Linked DNA regions of Triticum aestivum: region 2 is linked to region 1. A link is a contact called in public Hi-C data. All regions are on one chromosome and are shown on one strand. The core of a region is the stretch at or near the end of the contact, and the rest is flanking DNA. Distances in the headings are between cores, read along the strand shown.

Evidence for each region. Hi-C and Micro-C count contacts between places; a contact is called where the count stands out from the background.
Region 2: a Hi-C map of leaf shows a contact between it and region 1, with 7 times the contacts expected there. The contact joins the promoter of LOC123128551 here to the promoter of LOC100415831 in region 1. A contact is called at or near these places in 2 of 5 Hi-C or Micro-C datasets (both in leaf).

What each region holds. Positions count from the first base shown.
Region 1 is chr1B:425,126,335-425,129,034 of IWGSC CS RefSeq v2.1, forward strand. LOC100415831 (autophagy-related protein 3) reads left to right here and starts at 1,368. Exons shown (of 11, transcript XM_044548579.1): 1 at 1,368-1,759; 2 at 1,848-1,918; 3 at 2,236-2,352; 4 at 2,443-2,612. The coding sequence starts at 1,599.
Region 2 is chr1B:425,881,335-425,884,137 of IWGSC CS RefSeq v2.1, forward strand. It overlaps LOC123128551, which reads right to left and starts at 1,272. Exons shown (of 12, transcript XM_044548587.1): 1 at 1,137-1,272. It overlaps LOC123128586, which reads left to right and starts at 1,351. Exons shown (of 3, transcript XM_044548636.1): 1 at 1,351-1,585; 2 at 1,746-1,870. The coding sequence starts at 1,351.

The sequences.
Region 1 (2,700 bases), core at 118-2,617:
ACAATGGTGAAGATATAGTGATTCGACGGTACGCATTTCTAGTGGATCATCCACGAACCAAATACGTTCATCGATTAAGGTTTCCCATCTTTTTTAGATGGGCGACTCAAGACGCTTTCAAAAACCATTATTGATGATGTTTGTGTGGGTGAAAGAATGGCAACATCGTTGTTTCAGTCTAATTGCAAACTCTTTAACGAAGTCTTTGGAGTATTTCTTCGAGCAGAAGTTGATACCTCGTTGTAATTTTAGTCATAGGAGTTATTTTGTATTTTCTCAAAACTTAGGTCCAAATCAATGTACCTGTAATTGTCATGAGTATAAATAAAAGTTATATAAGTGTTTCTAAAAAACCTTCCATCACGATCCAGTCAGAGCTGGCCAAACGGGTCGGCCTGGCCCGCCGTAAACATGCACGGCACGACACGGCCCACTAGGGCACGGTTAATAGCCGAGTCGTGCCATGCCGACCCACGTGCTGCAGGCAGCAGCCTAAGCACTGCACGGGATATAAGTGGGTCGGCCCGTGGCACGCTTAGGCACCCCGGCCCGTGTCGATTTGATTTTTTCCTTGAAATACGCGGAAAAACAGGGGGAAAGCCCAAAAGATGTAAAAAGTACGATGAAGTATTAAAAAGGATAAAAATATATTTTTTACATGGTAATACGTGTCTCATTTATATCATAAGGATCATAGTATAAGCCATGTACAAACCGACCTGACAAAACTGAAAAGACAACAAAACGCTACAAAAGTATGCATGCATTACAAAATTATTGAACATATTAGAGTACTCCCTCCATTCCAAAATATAGTGCAAGCGCTTCTTGAGGTCCAACTTTAACCATAAATTTAACCAACGAGACCGACTGCGGCGGAAGAAAAAATTATATAATTGAAAAAAAAAATGAATACGAATTCACTGGTATAAATTTTGCTTCTGTCGCAGTCGGCCTTGTTGGTTAAATTTATGGTCAAAGTTGAAGCACGAAAATAGAGAAAACACTATATTTTGGAACGGAGGGAGTATTAGGTATTTATATAGGACATATATATATATATATATATATATATATATATATATATATTTCAAAATAAAAATAAACGAGTCGTGCCGTGCAGGCCCGCGTGCCCAGCCTCCAGGCCCAGGCATGGCCCATGGTGTGCCGCGTGCCGGGCCTGGCCCGTTTAGCCAGGGCCGTGCCGTGCCGTACTACCGGGCCGGCCCAGTTAGCACGGCCCGTTTGGCCAGCTATAGATCCGCTATCCAGCCCAGACCTACGTCGGATCTGGGCCAGGGCCTATAAACTAGGGGCTGGCTCGAGCCTGACCCACCCAACAAGGCAACCCCCACATTCCTGGCTCCAACTCCAACATCGTGCGTGTTCCAACTCCGGTAGCGTACTCCTCCCCTAAAAGAACTCCGGTGGCGTACTACTAGAAAACAGCAGAGACGGCTGTGCCCTGCTCCTCCTTCTCGCCGGTGCCTTCTGCTGGAGGCAAACGAAACTCCTCCTCCTCCTCCTGCCCCTCTCTCCCACGCTTCCCCCTTCGTCTCCGTCGACAGGAAGCAACCAGGAGAGGCGAGGCGGCGACGATGCAGATGAAGCAGAAGGTCTACGAGCTCTACAAGGGGACGGTGGAGCGGGTCACGGGCCCGCGCACCGTCTCGGCGTTCCTCGAGAAGGGCGTCCTCTCCGTCCCCGAGTTCATCCTCGCCGGCGACAACCTCGTATCCAAGTGCCCAACCTGGTCCTGGTGCGTCCCCTCGCCTCCGCGGTTCAGGGATTTTGGGGGTGGGGCGTCTGATTGATCTGATCGTTTGGTGGGTGTCTGTGTTGTGCAGGGAGGCGGGCGATCCGAGCAAGAGGAAGCCATACCTCCCCTCCGATAAGCAGTTCCTCGTCACCAGGAACGGTATGCTGCTGTCGAATTGAATTGCGTCAAGATGTGATCCATACTTCCTGTCTAGTATTTCGTTCAATTTGGTGGATGCTGCGCTGGAGGATAGAATTCATTGTTATCCCCATGTATCGACGGGTAGTTACAAGCGTAGCAAGCATGTTTGTCTAGGCATATTTCTGTACTACTAGTCGAACATAATTGGCTGATGAATGAAAAAGATAAATAGCGACATAGCTAGTAGAACGGTCCTGGCTTCAGAAAAGCTCAGTTGGTTGCTCATTATATTGTTCTTATTACAAGTGGACTCCTGAATTTGCTTTCCTTGGCAGTGCCCTGCCTAAGACGAGCTGTGGCGGTCGAGGAAGAGTATGATGCAGCGGGAGCTGAGGTTGTTCTCGATGATGATGAGGATGGCGAAGGCTGGCTCGCAACACATGGGCTGCAAGGTTGATTTCTCAGTGTCAATGCTGCTTTGTTCTACACTGCGGATTGTATGGGCTGAACTCTTTTTTGTTTCTTCTGTTGGTAATGTTTAGCATCAGAGTCAAAAGAGGAGGAAGACATACCGTCTATGGATACATTGGACATAGGGAAAGTCGAAGAGATCAAATCTATCCCCTCCTACTTTGGTGCTAGTGAAAAGCCAGATGAGGAGGAGGATATACCTGACATGGACACCTATGAAGACACAGGAGATCATTCTACAGTGAGGCCATGATGAACCTATCATTGATATGCTAAGCAAGGCTGACAAAGTTCAAAACTGTTAACGATTCCTGTTTTGCCTTTCTCGT
Region 2 (2,803 bases), core at 22-2,521, 750 kb after region 1:
GTGATATTCTACTCCAAGGAAGGAAAAAGAGTGGAATTGTAGAAGGAGCTGCACGCTGCAGCTCCAAGTCAGAGAAACGCCGCCGCGACCACTCCAAGTCTCCGACTATCAACAAGGCACAAGGGCGCAGCACAGTACTACTTGCATGAGAAACTGTTGCATGACGACCCGTCAGAGAAACTGTTGCCGATGCTACAGTTCTAGATGAACCTCGGCAGCGGATCGATCTTCATGGCTACGGCTACGAGATATGTGATTCCTTCCCTGGCCTGCTACTAGTACGTATACCCCTACCGGTATGCGTGTTCTCTCCTCCTCCACGGCATTGACCTGAGCTACCTACCGGCCGGCGCATCGCATGCATGCAGCATGTCACGAGGTAGGCAGGCGACAGGCATGAATGCGGGCGTTAAATGCCCCATGTCCTAGCGTCTAGCGCTAGCAGCGCAGTGGGAAAAGGCTTCCGTCGACAAGGGAACCCGACGAACCGGGTTACGACTTACGACACCCGTCTAGCTTAATGATTCACCAGCCATCTGAAACCGAGACCAACTGCATGTACAATGTACTCTACGCGGCCAGAGCCAGAGAGAGCGAGCTAGTGGTAGTGGGAGAAGAAGGGCGAGCCATGTGATTGGAGGGGAAGGAGTAATGGTCGATCGCCGGCAGCGTCGTCAGGGTTGGGGCTTACTAATTCATAGGGCACGTACGAGTGGCACAGTGAAGTGAAGTCATGCATTGATTTTGATTGATTCTTGGGGTGTTGGATTACATGGCGGGCAGGGCTTGGGCTGTCGCGTTCATTCAGTCATGATCCTCGCGTTCAGTCGCCGGTGGCTAGCAGTAAGCGTATCGTCCTCCCCGTCCAGGGTCAGCTGGCGGTGGTGTCTGACTGTTTGTCCGATCCTGGTGTGAAAAATTCGTAGGGAATCCTATGGAATGATTTGGAATACGGCGGCGATCATCAGAAAAAAAACGGTAGTAGCATACGGCGATCATCCGTCCGGGCGGGGTGAATTCGACGATGCGCACGGATGAATCCGTACTAGTATATTCCAAGAAAGAACAAATCCCGAAATGTTGCAAGTGGTAGTTGACAAGTAGGAGTAGAATTGAGGGGCGGTGCGTTTACTTACCACGGGCTAGGGTGGGATCATACGCGCGGACGAGGTGGCCGGGGAGCAGAGGAGGCGGACGGCGTGTCGGCGCGGTCGCCGGCTGGAGGGGGACGGCACACCGGGATGGCGGCCAGGACGCAGGTTTGCCTGTCGGGGTCGGCGCGTGCTGCGTGCCTCAAGTCAAGGGCTATACAACGCTGATGCCTTACTCGGCAGGCCGTCATTCTCCTTCATGGGCCGGAATGGCATGGGTCCGACTTATTCCCAGGCCTCGTTTTCGCGTTCGGTTAGACAAATGGACCGGAACCCATTCGTTCCCCCGGACCGAATATTCGGCCCAGATGCGGAACGAGGTGAGACCTCGAAAACGGCCGGACGGAACCGCTCACCCCTAAAAAAAACAAAAGGCGGAACCGCTCACCCTCGCACTCTCGCAGCCCTATGCCCCTATCCCCTCGCCCTCCCAGGTGCGCCGCCTCCCCATACTCTCTCTCCCTCCCATCGATCCGAGCGGCGCCGGCCGGTTCCTCCCTTCCCCGTCGGCCGGTTCCTGCCTTCCCCGCCGGCCGGTTCCCCCCTTCCCCTCCGCCCGCTAACCCCTCTCTTTCCTCTCGCTATTTGCAGCAGAACACAAGGGGAGCTCGGTTTGGATCTTGTTGCGGCGGCTTGCAGAGGATTCCCAGGGTGGCCGCGGCGGCTTTCGGCGAGCTGACACCGGCAACATAGGCGCAGCACAGCACCTGACTCTCAAGGTAAAACAATCATCACTTCCTCTTGTATATGCTGCTGCTGCTCATGTATATTCCCAGCCAAGAATATGCTGTTGATGTTCATGATAGAGAGAGATGTAGACCTTACTATGATGACTCATGGTTGTTGGTTATTCACTTTTGTTGCTTTATGTTGTTAAAATCAGTGTCTCTTTTCCTAATTTGTAGCAAAATACATGATGTCCAGTGTGTCTTTGCAATATATATGTTGATGTAAGCATCATTGTAGCCATATTTTTGATAGTATATATTGTTAAGATTGTCAATATATATTGTTATGTTGTCTTTCTTGAAAATACAAATGAAATGCTGCCGAAATTTTGAATTTTATATCATTCCATTTTTCATTCCATGCTTCCAATCAAACAGCGGAACGGAACCAACCTGTTCCGCTCTTTTGCTCCTACCAAACACAGGAATGGAACGGACCCATTCCTCTGGAATGGAACCATTCCATTCCATGACAGTTGGTTCCCCAACCAAACACATCAGAGGGATTAGGGCCTCCAGCTTGCTCAACACACGCACAGTCCCTCGTTTCTCTCTCGACCTGCCCGACCCCCCCGGGGAGCCAGGGTTTGCGCCGCCGGCCGCCCAGTCCGCCGCCCCATCCCGTCTGGCTCGTCCGCCCCCGCGTCATCCTGCCTCGCCGGCGGCAGGTGAGCTCACCTCTGCCTCCCTCTCCGCGTCTCCTCCTCTCTTCCCCTCCCTCTCCCCCCTCCGTTTCTCTTCTTTCTTATGTTTGATTTGATGGCTGGTGATGATTAATGGTTCTTAGTTGTATGCTAATTTGATGTCTGCTAGCGAAGTGTTTGGGTGGTTGTTTTGTATGGCGTACAAGCTGTATGATTGATGACATCTAGTGAAAAAAATTGCATGATTGATTGCTTAGTATGACTTTTGTGGTGGTGTGGA